Linked DNA regions of Manis pentadactyla: region 2 is linked to region 1. Evidence: chromatin contacts called from public Hi-C data. All regions are on one chromosome and are shown on one strand. Each heading gives the region's core, a stretch centred on a gene start, on an enhancer-like site or on the middle of the called end of the contact. The rest is flanking DNA. Distances are from core to core; before and after follow the strand shown. Region 1 holds the start of HOXC10 (homeobox C10). Region 2 holds the start of SMUG1 (single-strand-selective monofunctional uracil-DNA glycosylase 1).

The links. Hi-C and Micro-C count contacts between places; a contact is called where the count stands out from the background.
Region 2: a Hi-C map of skin fibroblasts shows a contact between it and region 1, with 7 times the contacts expected there. The contact joins the promoter of SMUG1 here to the promoter of HOXC10 in region 1. A contact is called at or near these places in 2 of 3 Hi-C or Micro-C datasets (fibroblasts and skin fibroblasts).

Annotation. Positions count from the first base shown.
Region 1 is chr10:38,328,354-38,332,920 of mManPen7.hap1, forward strand. It overlaps HOXC10 (homeobox C10), which reads left to right and starts at 2,482. Exons shown (of 3, transcript XM_057486714.1): 1 at 2,482-2,657; 2 at 2,795-3,320. The coding sequence starts at 2,604. It overlaps LOC118927170 (a long non-coding RNA gene), which reads right to left and starts at 2,238. Exons shown (of 3, transcript XR_005030737.2): 1 at 2,033-2,238; 2 at 1,751-1,854; 3 at 58-1,191.
Region 2 is chr10:38,523,382-38,527,948 of mManPen7.hap1, forward strand. SMUG1 (single-strand-selective monofunctional uracil-DNA glycosylase 1) reads right to left here and starts at 2,288. Exons shown (of 4, transcript XM_036915320.2): 1 at 2,140-2,288. It overlaps LOC130685082 (a long non-coding RNA gene), which reads left to right and starts at 4,249. Exons shown (of 4, transcript XR_008999520.1): 1 at 4,249-4,403.

The DNA of each region.
Region 1 (4,567 bases), core at 1,232-3,731:
ATTAATAATGGCAAGGATTCTGAAGCGACTCCATCCCCTCCCGTGGCAGAGGTAAGGAATGAGTTTGGGACTGGGGTCGGGCTTTAGGGGGAGATAGGTCCGGAGGCCGAGTGACTCTGTTCCTCTCCCGCCGGTTCCCTGAGTTAAGCTTTGGGGCTTGCTGTTTTTTGAGAGGTAATCTGGAGTTCGTCTCCAGCACTCTCCTCCCACTGCCTCCCACACTCCATCCCAGGCTGGGCTCACACTCTTCCCGTCCAAGGCTCTTTGCAACCTTCCACGGCCAGGCCTGGGCAGAGGCTCCGGGATTGCAGGTTTTTTATTCAGAGAAAAACCAGGAAAAGCTGACGTGGCCAAGCAGTATTTGGGTGTGGGGAGAGGGCCCAGCAAACCCCAAAATGAGGGCAAGGGCAGGGGACTGGGATTCCAAACTCCAGGGACAGGCACACCAGGAAGGAAAATAAAGGAGATGTGAAAGAGGGGGGAGGGAACCCCCCAAAGCCATATAATTCTCAATTGCTTTGGTCTTTAATTTCATCGCCCCATAAATGAGGAAATATCAGTTCCCATACTAAATTTTTATCCCCGGCTGATAAATATGACGGGGAATTTTCGTTGGGTCCTCGTAAAAGCGAACAGTTTCGATCAAACTGGTGGGGAAAGACTTATGCAGATAATACAAACAGAGTGGTCATAAAGTCTCTGCCGTTTCCCGCGGGGTGGGCGGTGGGACAAATGGCTCCCTGGATTGACGGCTGCCGAGGCTGTCCCAAGTCTTGTCTGGGGCCTAAACAGCCTAACCTTGCCCAGGCCAAACCTGTGCTGAGCCCACCGCTAACCCTGCAAATGAAAGCACAAAACCATTTCAGATCTCCTCTGGCTGGCCCTGCAAGCAAGTCACACATTACATATTTTCTTCCAGTTTTCCCGAAATTCAGGGACCCCTTTGCCTTCTCTCTCACCCCCTGGATGAGAGAATTCGGCGGATTTCTTTCCGAAGTCACGTTCTAGCAGCGGGGGCTTGGGCCTCCCTAGAAGCGATCCAGCCTCCTCACTTCACGCCAGGGCGCCTGGAGCTCCGATCCTTTTCCCAGCCACGCTCCAGCCCTTCCGAAAGTCGAAACCCGAGGCGGCTTCATCCAAGGGAAAATGCGGGGCAACCGGAAAGACAAGTTATTCTCCAGATTCCGTTTCCTGAGGAAGGGGTGGAGAGTTTAGTTCGCTTTGGGAGAATGGCGATAGCGACATGGATAGAACTATGTGAAATATACCTTGTCTCCCATTTCTCGACACCCTTTATTAAACAATAAAAACCACAAAAATAGACTGGTCCCTGTTCTCCTTTCAAAAATGCCCCCAGCTCATTCGCTCTGGAAAGGACATTTCTCTCGGTCATATTTTTTGTGGCATCTGGTGTCCTGGTTTCCTGTATGATCCATGACTCCTCCAGAGCAGCAGAGACCCCGAGGATTTTCCTCTTTCGCTCTGGGATATTCCCTGTTTTAGTTGGGGCAAGGTCATTTGGAGGGCCGCCAGGGCCTGGAGCAAAAGCAGCAGAACCGACTCCAAGGCCAAAGCCTTCCCGCCCCTGGGATGGCAACCCAGGAGCCGCCCACCCTGCCAGGCCCAGGCGGCTGCACTCCCAGGTCGGGGAACCGGTGCCTCTGGTTGCCGGCTTCCTCCTGCCCCGACTCCTAGATTCACTCAGAACCTCCTTTCCCCTCAGTATCCCTAAAGTGATGGTGACCCCTACCTGGTCCACCCCAGAGAGAGGAGATTCCACTGGGAGCTTGCAACTCAATCAGCTTCCGTGACTGAAGGTCCCCAAACTGAGTTCCCAGGCCAAACCTGACGAACCTGGACGCGGGAGAGCAGAAACTTTAGTTTTGTTTGGGAGTCCTAACTTTTTCTCTCTGTCTTTGCTCACAGGAGCCCTCCCCCCACCCAACCTCACCCAACTCCCATTCCCGAGGGAAGAAGAGGGGGCGGGGGTCAAGGAGAGGAGAAAGGGAGGTGAGAAGAGGGGAAGAAGTACCTGAATCGTGTCTTGACCTTTTAATTTGAATTTGACTGTTTTGAGCCCCGAGTTGCCTCGCTTTCTCCCTTTCTCCCGCATTTGCCCCCTCTCCGCTCCCCTCTCCCCAGGAGTTACAGGCTGGTTCCTGGGTAAACAAGCCCCATTCTCCCTAGAGCCCCCCTATCTTACTCCACCCGCTCCTGCCCCTGCCGCCCCGGGGGCGCTTCCTTTGTTCGCGGGGATGGGCTCCCGCGCCCCTACCCCAAGGTGGCTGCTAGGTGGCGCTGTTACTCCACGCTGAGCCCTCCGCCTGCCGACAACTTGACCCCGCTGACGTCACGGCCGTCTGAATCATCAAGGCCATTTTCAAATCCCATTGGTCTAGCCGTCACATGGTGAGGACCGAATACACGGATAATTATGGAGCTGATATTCCCCCCCCCCTTCTTTTCCCTCCCGCCCCTCCAACAGCCCCCCACCCTCCCGGATAGGGAAAAAAAAAGATGTCAGCTCCTCCGCTGTAGTATTGCTCCTTAAAAACCCCTCTCTCTGAAAATGACATGCCCTCGCAATGTAACTCCGAACTCGTATGCGGAGCCCTTGGCTGCGCCAGGCGGAGGAGAGCGCTATAGCCGAAGCGCAGGCATGTATATGCAATCTGGGAGTGACTTCAACTGCGGGGTGATGCGGGGCTGCGGGCTCGCGCCCTCGCTATCCAAGAGGGACGAGGGCAGCAGCCCCAATCTCTCCCTCAACACCTACCCGTCCTACCTCTCGCAGCTGGACTCCTGGGGCGACCCCAAAGCCGCCTACCGCCTGGAACAACCTGTTGGCAGGCCGCTGTCCTCCTGTTCCTACCCACCTAGTGTCAAGGAGGAGAATGTCTGCTGCATGTACAGCGCGGAGAAGCGGGCTAAAAGTGGCCCCGAGGCAGCCCTCTACTCCCACCCCCTGCAGGAGTCCTGCCTCGGGGAGCACGAGGTGCCTGTGCCCAGCTACTACCGCGCCAGCCCGAGCTACTCCGCGCTGGACAAGCCGCCCCACTGTGCCGGGGCCAACGACTTCGAAGCCCCTTTCGAGCAGCGGGCCAGTCTCACCCCGCGCGCCGAACATCTGGAATCTCCCCAGCTCGGGGGCAAAGTGAGTTTCCCTGAGACCCCCAAGTCCGACAGCCAGACCCCTAGCCCCAATGAGATCAAGACCGAGCAGAGTCTGGCGGGCCCCAAAGGCAGCCCCTTGGAGAGTGAAAAGGAGCGGGCCAAAACCGCCGACTCCAGCCCAGACACCTCGGATAACGAAGCGAAAGGTAAGGTCGCTGGGGCCGCGGCCCGGCTGGGACGCTCGGGCACTTGGTCTTCGTGGCCGGGGTGGGAGCGGGGGGCGGGTTGGGCCGAGGAGGCCTTGGACGTCCCGGGAATGAAATCCCGGCTTGCGACTCGTGTTTGCTGAGCGCCAGGCTGGTGGCGCGTCATTTGGTTAGGGAAGGTAAGCGGCGAAGTGGAGGTGCTGGGCCGGCAGCTGCCGTGGGCGCCGAGACCAGGGGGTGATGCGCACCACCGGCAGTCTGCAGGCGCCTTATGCTGCCAGGGCGGGTGACCGCTCCCGGGTGGGGGCAGGCTTTGGTTTGCTTGCTCTGCGCTGGTATCCTGGTGGGGTCTGATGTCCCCAGCTCAGGTCAGAAGCTTGCAAAAAGCTTAAAATGGCGATCTTGTGCCAGGGTGTAGGGAAGGCTTGGGAGAAGGGGGATTTCCCTTTTCTGCGTTTTCCCAGTTGAAAATTGTTTCCTGCGAAGCGCGATTTGTTGTTTGTGGGTCTGATTTGTGCGTGTGGTTTGGGCTCCTTCCGTTTTGGGCTCGGCCAGGCCCCCAGGCAGAGGGGCTGGGGCGGGAAGAGGTGGAGGTGAAGAGCTGCCCGCCTCATCCCTCCTTTCCCCAGACGTCTGGCTTGGGGATGGTGTTGGAACAGGGCATTTGGAATGTTAAGTTATTTTTCCTCCCCTTTAATATGTTTTTATCTTCTTTTTTTCTAGTCAAATAAAAAAAATTTTTCATTGGTTTCCAAAAGCAGCTTACGAACGAGTGGTTGGGGAATTTCTGTGTGCGTGGCAAACGGTTTTCTCCTGAAAGGGAATGTGGCCTTGGTTGGATTTCCTTGTGATTTTGGTTGGAGAAAGAAAGTGTAGCCAGAGTTCAAGCTCAGGATTCAAGATTCATTTCTACTGCAGGAACGGGGGCCTCCAGGACCTTTCTCTGACACCTGGAGAAAAAATGTGGAGGAAGCAAGAGCAGTGGAGGGAGGCTGAGGGAACTGACTTGCCCTGAAAAGTTGGAGCAAAAAGCATCAGAAAAGGCCCAATTGGGAGGGGAGGGTTACTCGTGCTCTAGGTGAAACTGGCTACTGGAGGTTGTATAGAAGAGAGGCTTGCTGGGTGTGGAGGCAGATGAAATACTGAGAACTGAGCAGACTGGGGTGGCCTGGATCTTGTGGCGCTTTGTATATGGATGCAGCACACACACATGCCTGGCAGCGACCTGTGTCACACTCACACACACC
Region 2 (4,567 bases), core at 1,038-3,537, 190 kb after region 1:
CATCTTAGAGATGAGAAAATTGAGGCCCAGGATCAGTTAGGTAAGTTTCCCAGGGAAGGATAGTCAACAAGGAGGGAGTAAATGAGAGCCCAGGACACTCTTCTTAATGTCCCCTGTCCTACCCTGTCCTTGTCATTTGGCTGGGAGCAACACCCCATTCTGGACTCTTCTTGTCTGGTTGGTGAGCTAACCGTCGGAGAGCATTGCCTAACTCCTAGATTAGGATTTCATTCTCCTGCAAGCTCTCTGGGCTCCAGCCACACACAATTACTGGCAATGCTCTGAACTCTCCTTGCCCTTTCTTACATGTCTTTGCCTATGGTGGCCCTTCTGACAGGACTGCCTTTCTGTCCACCCCTTTATGAACTGGGAAAACTCAAGCTCATCGCTCAAAACCCAGTTCAATGGTCACCTCCTCTGTGAAGCCTTCCCTGATGTGCCTCTGAAGCTCCACCACACCATATTTAAGCCTCCAGGGTAGCACTGGTCACATTGTTGCTGAGAGCCAGCCTCCTTCCCAAGCCATAATCCCTTCAAAGGCAGGGACCACCGTGTCCTGTTCAGCAATTTTCCCAGGACACACATTGTTTCTTTGGACAAGATTTCATCAATATCTTCCTTCCCCAACCCAGGCCCAAGGAACAGGGGCATCAACCTTTGCTGAGATCAAGGAAAAAGACCAAGAAGTTGGGGCAATATGCAAGAGGAGGCATCCCAGGGGATTGTGTGGGGGTGCAGGATATGTAGTTCTTGTCCTTCTAAATAATCCCTTCCACCCACCTTAAAGCTGAATGGATGAAGAGAAGAAGGTGGAAGAATAGAAGCATAGAGCTGAAAGGGAGAAGGGGGAACAAAACAAAGGAGAAAAGCGGTGGGCAGGAGGAGGAGGGGGAAGAGTCAGAGCAGAGCAATGAGACAAAAGGGAGGGAAGAAGAGAGGAGGGGGAGGGAGCCCCGGCTGTTGATCCTCAAGTACACCCAGCAGAGACCTAGGATCACTCCTGCCCCCATTTCCCTGTCTGGCAAATGGGCCCATCTCTCCTCCAAGAACAAGTGAGACTGGGGCGGACATGGGGATGGAAACTCTGCTGTGGGGTGTGCTCTGCAGCCCCTCACACACACTCTCACAGAGCTCACCTGAGAGGGAAGAATCATTATTCCCACCCTACAGATAGATATAGGGACTGAGGCACAGAGGTGCACCATTTGTCTCCATGAGAGGGGATCTGACCCCAAATCCATGCTCTCCCCACAATCCCAGGGCCCTCTCAGCATTGAGGACCAACAAGAGAGGCAGACATTTCACAGGCTACTTGGAAAGCTGAGGTGCAGAGGACAGAGGGGGACCAATCACCTCCACACCCCATGGAAGATTGTGTCATCCTCCGGCTCTAGGAAGCCCCCCACCCTGCATTGACTTAGTCTTTGCCTAGTAGGTTGATGATGCTCAATCTAAAATCTGAAGACCTGACAGGGGCTCTGAAGACTCATTTAAGCAGATGCAGGAAATTGCTTTGGCATTTTGTCCTTCCTTCTGCCAGCAACTGTCAACCAGCGGAGGGAGTGGCTCAGGGGGTTTTCCTTTAAAAGACCCCACAAACATCCTTTCTCCATTGCTCTCTCCTCCCCAGCTCAGAGGAAGGAGCAAGGAATATGGACTCCCCTCAGAGGACTTGGGGCAGATGGCAGGGACCAAGCAACATCCATGGCTTTCTGAGGCTCTGAGGTGCCCGGTGGCAAGGCAGCGACATGCAGCCCTCTGCCCTAGCCCCCACAAGGGACGTATGGGCAAGCTGTGGCTCACAGAGGACCCTCCGCAGCCCCGCAGAGCCAGAGCCTTGCTCCTTATGAACAGGCAACCTCTCCGTGTTCAGCCTCCCTCAGACACCAAACCCAGTGGCTCATGCCCCTCTCTACCAGGAAGTCCATCCTAATGTCTAGCTCACAACTTTCCTGCTGTTGCCTATTCAGTCCTCAGCTGCTATGGCACAGCAGAGTCTGAGCTCTGATGGTCAGGGCATGGGGAAAAGAATAAAGACTTAACTTGAAACCTGGGGGAAGGTAATGCAACAAAAAAGAAAGGTGGTTCCCTCAGCCCCATCTCTTCCCTCTATTAGCAATAGAAATGGAGGGTAAATACCTGGAAGGACTTCCTGAGAGAGAAAGGAGATATTTCAGAATAGGATTATAAAAGGCAAAGGCTGTGTCCCCTTCCCATGGCCTCCCAGCCTGGACACCCTTCAATAGCAGCTGCAGGAGGATGGCCCGCACTTCCAGAAAAGCTTGATGCTGGGGCTGCTGGGATCCTCACAGCTCCTGCGGAAGAGAAAAGCCTGGTCCCGGAGCCCTCTGGTGGCCACTCAGACGCAGGACAGATGGCTCTGCTTCTAGAGGCCCAGCATCAGAGCCCAGGGGGGTGGGGGCGGGAGGGAGGCTGGAGGGGGCTGGGAGCCCATACAGGAGAGGCAGCTCCCAGCGCCCCACACTGGGAGAGAAACCCGGTGCACAGCCCCAAGCTCATCACACCCACTGGCTAACCCCCAGGACAGGGTGCGGCCTCTGCTGCTCTGGGGCAAGAGCTGATGCAAAATCACACCAGGACTCGCAGGCCCGCACACCCCGCCATGCGCAGCCATATGGCCCCACAGATGTCACAACACATGCACAGATCTCCCCACAGAGAGAGATGGCTCCCCTCAGACTCTCCACCACCCCTTCCCTGGAAACATGAGGGGTGGCTGGAGTGCATGAAAGCACAGGTTCCAGAGCAGGGGCAACGGACAAGGGCAGGGTGGGAGGATGCCCCAGCCTATGCTTCAGCATCAGGGAGGCCGAGGAGCCCATGACCACCAACCCCTCCCCCAGTGTCCATGAAGAGGTCAGAGCACAGGTACAGAGTCACCCTAACAGAGGCTTGGGATCTGTGAAGAGGAAAGACTAGGGAGAGGAGTCGTGAGTCTGGATAGAGACCAGGCTTACCCCTGGGTCCACAGCTTCCTTTCAGGACTGCTCTCTTTGGCTATTTGGAAGTTCTTCCAAGCATCTAACCTCAATCCTTCCTGCTGAGCTCGGAGAAATCCCTAGAGATTACTCTGGCTTTTTGCCTGTGTTATAAACCAAACAGATAATTCTGAAACCTGAAGAAGGAGGGACAAGAACTGGCGATGAGCAAAAGGAGGAAGCAGGAGGTAAGACGGGGTCAGGTAAGACAGGTAAGGGAAGTGATGTTTAAGACCCTCTCTCCTCCCCAGCTCTGAGGAAGGATCAGGGAATATGGACTCCCATTGGAGGAGGACTTGGGGCAGATGGCAGGGAGGACTTCCCAGAGAAGGGCTGATGAGGACCTACTGAAAGTGTTTTAGATTACTACAAACTGGAGATGACAGGATGATAGAGGAAGGGAAGACAGTGGGAGATGGAAAAGGGAAGTGTCTTATAAAACACTGAGACACCACCTAGAAAGAGTGGAGAGAAAAAGCCATATACCTTGAGAGGTGAGGATCTAAAACAGAAAAAGCTCAGGACTGTTCCACTTGACAGCTCCAGGCATTAGTTTCCTTGCCAAGATGGGATATTAGTATATGTTTAGGGTCTAAATGCAGTTCAGTGCCTAGCATTGTTGAAAGTCACGCTCAGTAGCTTCCTCCCAAAAGCAGGCAGGAAAGTGAATCAGAGCAGGAGGCAGAAGGGGCCCTAGGCAGTCCTCCAGCCTTCTAGCTCCACCCATCACCCCACTGCCCATCAGAACCATGGGCGGCTTAGGGGAACAAGGCTAGGTCCTGACCGCAGAGCTCCTGGATCACAGGGCCCAGGAATCTGAATTCTAACCAGCCCCCAGGTGATTTTGAGTCAGCACCTGAGAACTGTTGACTTAGCCTCACCCTGTCATTTATCAGGGCAGGGCAATGAGGCCCAGAGAGGCAGAGCAACCTGCCCAGGTTTGACTTGAACTCCACACATACAGGCAGGGAGGGCTGCTCCCTTCTCCTCCATGCCTCTCCAGCTCCCAGTTCCAGGACAAGTCTTCCTGGCCTTGCCTCTAAGTCCCGATGGGGCTGAGGCCTCCCTTCTCTTTCATCACCAGGACCTGAGTTTGGCCTGAGCACTGATGTCCATCCCAGCACCTAACACATGGGCAGTGTTCACTAGGCGTATGTGGAATGAATGACTCCACTGGCCAATCCCTCCTGGACTCCACCCAGGGTTCAGGAAGTGCCCTAAAGTCCCTAGGAAAAGGCTAGGAGAGAGCTGCTTGCTCCTGTTCCCTCCAGCCTGAGGCCTGGAAGGACCCAGATCCCTAGGCTCCCCATCCTTCTTCAGCCAGGCCCTCCTGGGACTGAGAGCAACAGGACCCAGCTCTGCCATGCGGTTTTCTTGGTGAGGAGCTGATCTGCTTTTTTCCAGGTAAACACGTGGGGTTAGTAGACCCTTCGGGAGACCAGGCACTGTCAGTGACATCAGAAGACCAAGGGTTATGGGTGCTCCACCGCACTCCCTGCTGCAGGCCAGGAGAGAGATCAACCTGGATGCAGGTGAGGCTCTGGGGGCCCCCATCCAGCCTGGCTTCT